Linked DNA regions of Macaca mulatta: region 1 is linked to region 2. The links are chromatin contacts, called in public Hi-C maps. All regions are on one chromosome and are shown on one strand. The core of a region is the stretch at or near the end of the contact, and the rest is flanking DNA. Distances in the headings are between cores, read along the strand shown.

The links. Hi-C and Micro-C count contacts between places; a contact is called where the count stands out from the background.
Region 1: a Hi-C map of fetal cortical plate shows a contact between it and region 2, with 2.1 times the contacts expected there. The contact joins the promoter of TSPAN14 here to the enhancer-like site in region 2. A contact is called at or near these places in 2 of 14 Hi-C or Micro-C datasets (fetal cortex germinal zone and fetal cortical plate).

What each region holds. Positions count from the first base shown.
Region 1 is chr9:69,545,566-69,551,558 of T2T-MMU8v2.0, reverse strand. It overlaps TSPAN14 (tetraspanin 14), which reads left to right and starts at 3,548. Exons shown (of 9, transcript XM_077946483.1): 1 at 3,548-4,551. It also overlaps a transcript of PLAC9 not described here.
Region 2 is chr9:69,357,753-69,363,121 of T2T-MMU8v2.0, reverse strand. SH2D4B (SH2 domain containing 4B) reads left to right here. Exons shown (of 6, transcript XM_077946453.1): 6 at 4,983-5,369. The coding sequence ends at 5,071. Among named protein-coding and RNA genes, the nearest start is that of SH2D4B, 74 kb to the left of the region's middle. Within about 2 kb of position 3,836, at least 7 of the 40 cell types and tissues checked have an H3K27ac peak or open chromatin away from gene starts, as enhancers often do. A contact at or near this core is called in fetal cortex germinal zone and fetal cortical plate, where this site is marked.

The DNA of each region.
Region 1 (5,993 bases), core at 2,299-4,798, 190 kb before region 2:
GACTCCCATATTTTAACGAACCCCTCTTTATGCTAACAAATGTTAGAAACAGATGTGGCTACATGTGCCATAAAATAGAGGATTAAACAAGACAGAAATGTCCTTCTCCCATAAAGAAAGTCAAGAGGTAGGTAGTCCAAATGTGTGCTGGCTCCCTACACATTAGGATCCACATTTATTCTCACTTCCACCAACATCCTCAACACTTTGGCTTCCACTTAAGATCCAATATGGATGCTTGAGCTTCAGCTATCAATATATCCTACCAGGCAGGAAAGAGTAAAGCACATGACTTCCCTTTAAAGCCAGTTTTGAATTTGCACATGGACTTCTACACTTACTTCCTATTAGGTGGAATGAAGTGTAGCTGCAAGGGAGGCTGAGAAACTTGCCTTTATTCTGGAAAGCCATGTGGCCAGACAGAATTGGAAATTCTATCATGAAGGGAAGAGAGAATTACTACTAGGGGCATCTAGCAATCTCTACCAAAGCATCCTAGGCTTCTATATCCTTTCTAGATCCCTCCCAGTTCTCCATTCCCTGTTAGACAAGTTGTGCAAACATGGTAGTTCTACCACAGCCTGGCTTCCACTACTCCAGGAACACCGCCCTTATCATGTTCATCAACTGCCTTCATTTTGCCAGAGCCAACAGGCCTCAGTCCTCATCTTATCTGATCTCTAAGCAGTATCTAAGACAGCTGACAATTGCTTTCTGGAAACATTTTCTCAGTCTCTAGGATACAGCACTCTCCTGATTCTCCTTCTGCCCCCCTCCTCCAGCCTCTTTTTCAGTCTTCTTGCCTGCTTTGGTTCCCCTGGGTCCCTCCTGAACTCTCTCCTCTTCTGCATCTACCACCTCACCCTGTGTGTCCTTCTCAGATCCCATGACCTTGAGCATCTTTATGCTGATGTATCCCAAAGCCCCTTTCCAGCCCTGGCCTCTCTTCTGAGCTCCTAGTGATGAGATAACTCCACTGGATCTCTAACAGGCATCTTAAGCTCCATGTGGCTTGAACAGAATTCCTGATGTAACTCCGAGTGTGGTTGCTGCTTTTTGATCCAATAAATGAAGCACTGTCCACCCACTTACTCCAGCCAGAAACTTGAGTTATCTTTGGTTTCTCCATTTCCTGCCCCCATGTCCTTCCTATCAATGTGTCCTGTTAAGTCCAAAATAGCATCTCTCAACTACTCATCTTAGCATGACCACCACTTTGGTTCAAACCACCATCATCTTTGGCCTGGATTGTGGCAAGCCTAATTGGCTCCCTGCTTTTATTTTTGCCTGACACCCACACACAGCCTTAAATCAGAACATGTTAGTGTTCTGCATAAAACCCTTCCAAGGCTCAACAAAGTCTCCATTCTTTGACACAGCCCACAGGCCCTGCATGCTCTGGCCCCCGCCCACCTTCCCACTCCATCCTGGGCCTCTTCCCCCTAGGCTTGAAACTTCAGCTACACTGATTTTCTTTCAGCTCCTTGACCCATGCAGAACTTACCCTGAAAAGGCACCTACTGCTCTCAGCGAGGAATGTCTCTGCCCAACTTTTCCCAAGGCTAACTCCTCACTCTTGACTTCAAGTTCAGCATCACCTCCTCACTTTCCCTGACTGCTTCATCTTAGGTAGCTTTTATTCTCTATTCTAGCCCCTTGTTTTTGTCCCAGCCTTTTACTTCAACTTGTAATTATGTATTTGTCTTCTCCATTAAAAATTAACTTTATCGGGCAAAAGGCCTCAGCTGTCTTGTTCACTGAAGTATCCCACCATGCACACAGGGCCTGGCATATATCAGGCACTCAATCAAGCACTCACTATCTGCTGAATGAACGGACAGGTTCCCAGGGAGGTTCCTGAGCTGCCTGGGGTGTCACAGACAGGTTGCATCCCCCTTAATTAAACAAACAAAATTAGCCAGGCACAGTGGCTCATGATTGTAATTCCAGCACTCTGGGAGGCAGAGGTGGAAGGATTGCTTGAGCCCAGGAATTTGAGACCATCACTGGCAACAGAGCAAGATCTCATCTCTTTGATTTAGCTAAAATAAAAATATCAGCTAGACGTGGTGGCCTGCACCTGTGCTCCCAGCTACTTGGGAAGCTGAGGCGGGAGGTCGAGGCTGCAGTGAGCCACCGCCATGCCACTGCACTCCAACCTGGGTGATAAAACGATACCTTTGCTCAAAAAAAAAAAAAAAAAAAAAAAAAACCAAACCCAAACAAACCTGGGAATAGACTGAATAGTCTCCATCTCAAGATTTCCTCCTTCTATTGGAATTAACCAGTTGGTTGCTTGTACTGGCATGGGGCAACCAGTCTTAGCCCAGTTTTAATAGATCCCTGTTTGGTGTTACCCAACAGAGCAGACCACTCGGCCCTCAGCCACAGAATAAGTTTAAGAAATAAAGTGTGGCATGCTTCATTCTACAGGTAGGGAGGCTGAGGCTGGGGAGCCGCCCCTGGCTGTCCCTGGAAATCCCTCTACCCTACAAGAATCGTCCCAGCCATCTCTTTAGCGTAAAGGTGAGGAACAAATCTCAGCCACGATCCAAAGAAAGCTTGGTATTTTTAGCACCAAGGCCAGAAGGAGAGTGTCCTTACTTCTCGGTTTACAAAGAAATAAAAACCGGCCGGGCGTGGTGGCTCAAGCCTGTAATCCCAGCACTTTGGGAGGCCGAGACGGGCGGATCACGAGGTCAGGAGTTCGAGACCATCCTGACTAACACGGTGAAACCCCGTCTCTACTAAAAAATACAAAAAACTAGCCGGGCGAGGTGGCGGGCGCCTGTAGTCCCGGCTACTCGGGAGGCTGAGGCAGGAGAATGGCGTAAAAACCCGGGAGGCAGAGCTTGCAGTGAGCTGAGATCCGGCCACTGCACTCCAGCCTGGGCGACACAGCGAGACTCCGTCTCAAAAAAAAAAAAAAAAAAAAAAAAGAAATAAAAACCATTTCCCCTTCTATCTTTTGAAGACTACCCCCGCCCCCAGGCTCCAAAGCCGGGCAGGAACGCCTCTTATCTCCACCACAGCCATTTTCCTAATCCTTCGCCCGCTCTCCACGGTCATTCCGTGTATCCCTCGAGACGCCGCCTCCCACAGCTCGTGCTTCTCCCAGGTTCGGCTCTGACAAGGCCAGAGCGGCGTCTGCGCAGCGCAACGGCTCAGAGAGCTCCCGGCGGCCACAAGTGCCCGGCCCCGGGCCAGGCCCGGCCTGCGCCGCACATCCACACGGAGGGCGCGGAACCTGGCCGCCTCGAGCCTCCGGCACCGCCCAGAGCGGGACAAAGGGGCGGGCCGGCGAACCGGCCTCGCGGTCCCCGGTGCCGCGCGGGCCGGGAGGCGGAGCGTGGTGGGGGAGGGGCGAGCCGGCGGGGGCGGGGCGGGGCAAAGGCGGGCCCGAGCGCGCGGGGCCGCACCGGGCGGCGCAGGGAAGCGGCGCCCCTTCCTCGGCAGCCGGCAGGCGCCGCGCCTCCGGCCCCGCCCCTCTGCGCCCCGCCCCCGCCGCTCGGACGGCCCGAGTCGCGCCCTCCCACCCCGCGCCGCCGAACTTGCTCTAACTTCCTCGGCCGAGCCGGGCCGCGCCGCCGCTGCCGCCGCCGCGCGCGGGTGAGTAGAGCGCGGAGACTCGGCTGGGGCGTCGGGGCCTGCCCCCTTCTTTGTCTGAGGCCGACTTCCCCGAGCGTCCTCCGGGGGCGAGGGCTGCTCCCCAGGTCCCTGCTTGGCCCCTCAGCCTCCTTCCCCGCCTGCCCGGGAGCGGCCCCACGGGCGGTGCTGGCTTTGTCTGCCAGGATCGCTTGCTAGAGGTTGGAGGCCTCGGCCGGGACCCGGCTGAGCCGAACTCCGGCGCCCGGCGGACGAGAGCCGCGGCGGTCCCGGGGCCGGCACTCCTGGTTCGGTAGCCCTCGCCCCATCCGCGCGCCCCGGCGAGTGCGCGCCCGGGCCGGGCGGGGTGAGGGCGACGGGAAGTCTGGACGGCCGCTGCTGCTCGGAGCTCTGCTTCTTGTCCCCAGCAGCGAGCTCTGGGATGGGTGCCCCTTTCGGCTCAGCCACCCACCTTCGGTCCCCCGGAGCTCGGGTCCGGGGTGGGGGTGGGCGTAGGCCGGGGCGGGCCACCCTTTCCTCCTGCCCCGCCGTGGTCGTGGTCAGTCTGCCACGCCGCCGTGGGTCCCACTCTGCCCGGCTTGGGTTTGGGGCGGCCGGAGTTTGAGTAGGCGGTGACCCAGCTTCTCCCCGTTAGTCGTGTGGGGTTGTGCTTGGGAGCAAAGCCTGACCCCTTGACCTAGCCGGAGTTCTGGTAGAGTGAGGTTTGTGGCTGCGGAGTGTGCTGGTCCCGGGCCGCTGCTGCTTCTCCTCCACCCCCAGGGGTGGGGTGCGGGTGGGTAGGAAGTGCCTGTGTGAGGGTGTGTGGAGAGACTTTGGCCCTCGGACCGCTGGAGCACTTGTGTTGGGGACTTAAAGTTGATCTCCGGCGAGAAGCGGTCTGTGCTAGGGGGAGTCGGGGGAAGTTGTGGGCCCGGGTACTGTCCTGGTGCTGGGCGCGGAGCGGTGGTGAGTGCGGCGGTGTCACACACACTCCTTGGGTGTCCTGGCGCGGCTATCCGCGAGGTCAGGCGGTCTTGAGCGGCAGTGCAGAGCATAGTATTGGAGCCTCTGCAGGTGTGCTCCTGGCAGTGGTCTGCTCTCCAGGGGATCCTCCTCCTTTAAGGGGTTGTTCTTGGGCTAGTGAGAGAGTGGCCTGCCAAATCCTCAAAAGTAGCCTTCCCCTCGCCCCTTGACCTTGAAGTCTGGAAGCAGTTAGTGCCTGCTGAGTGCTCCGGCTACCCTTCTCAATTTGTGAAGGGAAACCTGGGGACAGGCCATCGGAGCAGCCCTATGTCCTTGCCACATTTAAGCCAGCCAAGTGGTTGGTGGGGGCGGCCTTCCTTCCAGGGATCTTCCTGGGCCCTGGCACCCCCAGAATGAAGCCCAGACTCCACCATCATGGCCCTGTATGCCTTTCTATCCCCTTAGCTGCCGGTGTGATCGTAGCCTCAAATTGCTGGGCTCAAGAGAACCTCCCACCTCAGCCTCCCAAAGCACAGGGATTACAGGTGTGAGCCACCACATGCAGTCCGATCCCATCCCACCCCGATCCCTAACGTTAGTGACAGGCCCTGGAAACCCAGGGCCACCAGATGTATTTTCCCCTTGCTTCTCATTGTGTTGCACCCCAACTTCAGTTGGAGATTTTCTGGGTATGTCCATCCCCGCATCTCTGAACTCCACTGCTTGGAACACCTAATGTCATCCTCAGTTTACTTAACAAAGCATGGTTGAGATTTCTGTGGGGTGCGAGGCATTGTTGCAGGCACTATTCCAAGTCTGGAAAGTCCCTCACCAGCTGTAAACTTGGTGTGGTCTTAGAACCCAGGCTGGACGTGGCATCGGTGCTCAGTAGTGTTTATTGATCTGAGCTTGATCTCAGCACAGCAGAATCATTCAGGGAGATGGGGGTCTGAGTCCATGGGTGCTTCTGAAGGTTTGTGGCTGCCCCAGGAAGAAAGGGCATGGAGCTGCAGAATGGTTGGGTGCCCAGGGAAGTGTCCCCCTTCACCAGCTGGGCAGCTGTGCTAGTCTCTGAGGACTGGTGAGGGTCCTTCCCATGTGGAAAGTGGCAGGATGAAGTGGGAGAGGAGATGGCCCTGCCCTGAAGGTTGCGGTGGCAGTGAAGTGACGTTCCCTGGGTTCTGGAACTATTTCCTGAGGCCACACTCTAGGCTACCATGTGCTCAGGAATTTGACCCATTTAACTTCAACTGAGGTAGAATTCGTTTTGGCAGTGCCTGTAAAGTGGCATTGTACCAGGCCTGGGAAAACTTTGCTGGTTTACAATCTAGTGAAGGACAAGATTATAGCAGTTATGTGGAAGGTTTCATAGTGATACTAATAGTGAGTTTATTGAGACTTACACCCTAGAAGCTTGACTTGTAATAACTCATTTAATCCTTGAA
Region 2 (5,369 bases), core at 2,587-5,086:
GAGTTCAAGTCCTGGATATCCTTGTTAACCTTCTGTCTCGTTGATCTGTCTAATGTTGACAGTGGGGTGTTAAAGTCTCCCATTATTATTGTGTGGGAGCCTAAGTTCTTTGTAGATCTCTAAGGACTTGCCTTATGAATCTGCGTGCTCCCATATTGGGTGCATATATATTTAGGATAGTTAGCTCTTTTTGTGGAATTGATCCCTTTACTATTACGTAATGGCCTTCTTTGTCTCTTTTGATCTTTGTTGGTTTAAAGTCTGTGTTATCAGAGACTAGGACTGCAACCCCTGCTTTTTTTTTTTGCTTTCCATTTGCTTGGTATATCTTCCTCCATCCCTTTATTTTGAGCCCATGTGTGTCTCTGCACGTGAGATGGGTCTCCTGAATACAGCACGCGGATGGGTCTTGACTCTTTATCCAATTTGCCAGTCTGTGTCTTTTAATTGGGGCATTTAGCCCATTTACATTTAAGATTAATACTGTTACGTTTGAATTTGATCCTGTCATTATGATGTTTGCTGGTTATTTTGCTCATTAGTTGATGCAGTTTCTTCCTAGCATCGATGGTCTTTACAATTTGGCATGGTTTTGCAGTGACTGGTACTGGTTGTTCCTTTCCATGTTTAGTGCTTCCTTCAGGAGCTCTTGTAGGGCAGGCCTGGTGGTGACAAAATCTCTCAGCATTTGCTTGTCTGTAAAGGAGTTTTTTTCTTCTTCACTTATGAAGCTTAGTTTGTCTGGATATGAGATTCTGGGTTGAAAATTCTTTTCTTTAAGAATGTTGAATATTGGTCCCCACTCTCTTCTGGCTTGTAGAGTTTCTGCTGAGAGATCCGCTATTAGTCTGATGGGCTTCCCTTTGTGGGTAACCCGACCTTTCTGTCTGGCTGCCCTTAACATTTTTTCTTCATTTCAGCCTCGGTGAATTTGACAATTATGTGTCTTGGTGTTGCTCTTCATGAGGAGTGTCTTTGTGGCATTCTCTGTATTTCCTGAATTTGAATGTTGGCCTGCCTTGCTAGGTTGGGGAAGTTCTCCTGGATGATATCCTGAAGAGTGTTTTCCAACTTGGTTCCATTTTCCCCCTCACTTTCAGGCACCCTAATCAGACGTAGATTTGGTCTTTTTACGTAATCCCATACTTCTTGCAGGTTTTGTTCATTTCCTTTTTCTTCTTTTTTCTTTAGATTTCTCTTCTTGCTTCATTTCATTCATTTGATCCTCAATCACTGATACGCTTTCTTCCACTTGATCAAATTGGCTATTGAAAGCTTGCGCATGTGTCACATAGTTCTCCTGCCATGGGTTTCAGCTCCATCAGGTCATTTAAGGTTTTCTCTACACTATTCTACTTAGCCATTCATCTATAATCTTTTTTCAAGGTTTTTTGCTTCCTTGCGATGGGTTCAAACATCCTCCTTTAGCTTGGAGAAGTTTGTTATTACCGACCTTCTGAAGCCTACTTCTGTCAGATTGTCAAAATCATTCTCTGTCCAGCTTTGTTCTGTTGCTGGTAAGGGGCTGCAATCCTTTGGAGGAGAAGAAGTGCTCTGGTTTTTAGAATTTTCAGCTTTTCTGCTCTGGTTTCTCCCCATCTTTGTGGTTTTATCTACCTTTGGTCTTTGATATTGGTGACCTACAGATGGGGTTTTGGTGTGGATGTCCTTTTTGTTGATGTTGATGCTATTCCTTTCTGTTTGTTAGTTTTTCTTCTGACAGTCGGGTCCCTCAGTTGCAGGTCTGTTGGAGTTTGCTGGAGGTCCACTCCAGACCCTGTTTACCTGAATATCACCAGCGGAGGCTGCAGAACAGCAAATATTGCAGAACAGTAAATATTGCTGTATGATCCTTCCTCTGGAAGCTTTGTCCCAGAGGCGTACCCGCCTGTATGAGGTGTCAGTCAGCCCCTACTGGGAGGTATCTTCCAGTTAGGCTACACGGGGTCAGGCTTCCACTTGAGGAGGCAGTCTGTCCATTCTCAGAGCTCAAGCACCATGCTGGGAGAACCACTGCTCTCTTCAGAGCTGTCAGACAGGGACGTTTAAGTCTCCAGAAGTTTCTGCTGCTTTTTGTTCAGCTATGCCCTGCCCGCAGAGGTGGACTCTACAGAGGCAGCAGGCCTTGCTGAGTTGCAGGGGGCTCTGCCCAGTTCCAGCTTTCCCATCCACTTTGTTTACCTACTCAAGCCTCAGCAGTGGCAGATGCCTGAGGGAGGCATCTTAGCCCCATTCCACAGATTAGGAAACCAGGGCTAAGTTTTCATGGTTAGGACCAAGAGTTAAGCCTCAGACTGTTTGCCTCTAAAGAATGTACTTTTTCCACTAAACCACATTGTGTGCTTTTCCTGTATAATAGGAGCTGCTTTAGCAATGATGAGTTCCTTGTCCCTGGAAGTGTTTCAAGCAAAGGATAAATGCCCCTCACTCAGTTCAGGTTCCAGAGAAAGGCTAAACCAGAGATATCTGAAGATCTTTATTCTCTTCCAGATCAAAACCTTTGAGACTCACAATTTCATTTCTAACACTAAGGAGAGATATCATTTATGCCAATGTGGAGATCTGGTGGCCAACGTCTACAAATTAAAATTTTAATTATACAATTAATTCATGATTACATTCTAAGAAAAATCAAGCACAATACAAAGTGAAAGCCTCATTCGTTTCAAATCTCTGTCTCCATCCTCCACTTTATCAGTTTGCCATGTATCTTATCTAAATATCTCCTGAGCAGCAACATAAAAACTTATGTACATAAGGAAATATATAGTTTTGTTATTTTTCACATAAGTTGTGTAGCCTTTTTTGAGACAAGGTCTTACTCTGTTGCTTAGGCTGGAGTGCAGTGGTGCGATCATAGCTCACTGTAACCCCAAGATCCTGGGCTCAAGTGATCCTCCCGCTCAGCTTCCCTAGTAGCTGCGACTACAGGCATGCACCACCACACCAGCCTGAGTTGCATATTTCCTTACATATAAATGAGTGACTTGATTTTTTAACATGCTTACTAAATAATTGAATGCAGTTTTAAAAAGCATGGTCCCTAAAATGAGGCTGCTGAGTTTTAAATTCTAACTTGTGTGGCCGGGCGCGGTGGCTCACGCCTGTAATCCCAGCACTTTGGGAGGCCGAGGCGGGCGGATCACAAGGTCAGGAGATCGAGACCACGGTGAAACCCCGTCTCTACTAAAAATACAAAAAAATTAGCCGGGCGCGGTTGTGGGCGCCTGTAGTCCCAGCTACTCGGGAAGCTGAGGCAGGAGAATGGCGTGAACCTGGGAGGCGGAGCTTGCAGTGAGCCGAGATCGCGCCACTGCACTCCAGCCTAGGCGACAGAGCCAGACTCCGTCTCAAAAAAAAAAAAAAAAAAAATTCTAACTTGCGTGTTTGACTTTGGACGACTATTTAGCTTTTGCATCTTAGTGAAGTGAGTTTAATAGTAGCACTCAACTCTTCAGGTCACTGTAAAGTTTTAATGAAACATCACTGTGTGAAGTGCTGAAACAATATATCTAACACTTGTAATTTCAGGACATGCTGACTGTCATTCAAATATTTCTATGAGCTTTTCCTATGTTAATCTGTATACCAAACCTTGTAAATGCTGTGTGGTATTCCATGGTATGGATGCATATTACAGTTTAATTACCCATTCTCCTTTTGATGACCACTCTTATCTGGCTTCCGATTTTTCATGATCTTGAACAGTGCTGCAGAGACTTCCCTGTGTGTGTCACTATGGATACATGTGCAGTATTTCTCTAGGATGGGTCTTGGAACTGGAATTGCTGGAGAGAAGAGTATGCACATTTTAATTAGGAAAGATCTGCCAGATTGCCCTCCAAAAATGTGGCGCCAGTTCAGTCTCCTGCCAAAACTATGTGAGGCTGTTTCCCTGCACTGCTGCCAACACTGGGGCCTATCAATCATTTCATTTTTCTCATCAGATGGGCAGACACTGAATCTACTGTGGTTTAGTTTGCATTTGTCTGATTACCACTGATGCTGAGGATCTTTTCACACGTTTCATGACCACTTAGATTTCTTCTGTGAGTCGTCCTTTCATATCCTTTGTCCATTTTTCTATTAGGATGTCTCTTTCTTTTTGATGTGACATTTCTTTCAGCTGCTGAATTGCTCTTTAGTTATGAGCGTTCTGCTATTCAGTTCTTCTGAAATTTTTTCCTTTTAATTTAAATGGTCATGCTTTTGGTTTCCAGGTTCTTTAATTGGTTCTTTTTTTTTTTTTTTTTTATAATGCCCATTCTCGTTTCATGGATGACTTATTTCTTATTCCGCTGAGGAGAGATTAATGTACATCTCTTAAAGCCTTTTCTGTTTGCTTTATAGACTTGATATTTTCCTGGAAATCATTTCTATTGTTGAGTTCAGCATCTTTCTTTTATGCTTATAATTTTGCTTAAATGCCTATAAATTTTAGGCTATGAAGTGATAGTCCAACTTTGAATTTTCTGTCTATCATGAGTGAATATAGTTTTGTTTCCCAAATCCAGTGTCTTCATGCTGTAGGAGTTGGAGCTGACTGTGAGTGGCTCATCTTTTGGGCATGGGACTGTCTGAACTTTTTGGATCTCTTGGGGCTTCCAAGGAACTGTGTGTGTCTCCTCATTCCCCGACCTGCTTGAGGCAAACACCTACTGGAGTCCCTCAACCCTTCCTCAACTTGCTGTAACTGGTGTCCCACATTGACTCCTCTGACAAGCCCCTCCTGCATGTCTTTTGTTTTTCAAGGATTCTTCAATATGTTTCACTTTGTCAATGGCATTTTTTTATTTTCCAGTACTTTTTATGAATTCATTTCTTTTTAAAGGCAGATTTTTTAAATGTCATTTCTAGCAATCTGAATGAGGGGAGACAGATGCATATTGTTAGTTTCTCTGTCTTGAACCACACTCTCTCTCTCATAGATGTGTATTTCCCTGTCTTGATGATAAATGGATTTTCCTTTTTTTCTCTTTTAGGAGGAAATTATCACTGTTTCAGGAGGAGAGTTACTTCAGGAACCCTGTGGACAGAGGGACAGCCCACCAGACTACCATCCATTGTTTGAATAATATTTTTTTTCCTTATCAGTTGGATTCCTTTGGGCATCCTGTTTTTGAACTGAGCTTAAGAACTTCTCAACTCGAATTCTATGGCCTTCTGGAAGATCCACCACTATCCAGAGGAAAAAGTAGATTAATATGTCTCAAGGGATATGACATCTATGGCATAGGGCTACTGGTCTCATCCCAGTGATCAGGACAGAAATTGCTAATAGCTCATGCAACTCTTTCATGAAGAGCTTAGCTATATGACCTTAGAAGACAAAGCCTGTTTGTTATGGCTTCCAGAAACTGAGCTTTTAC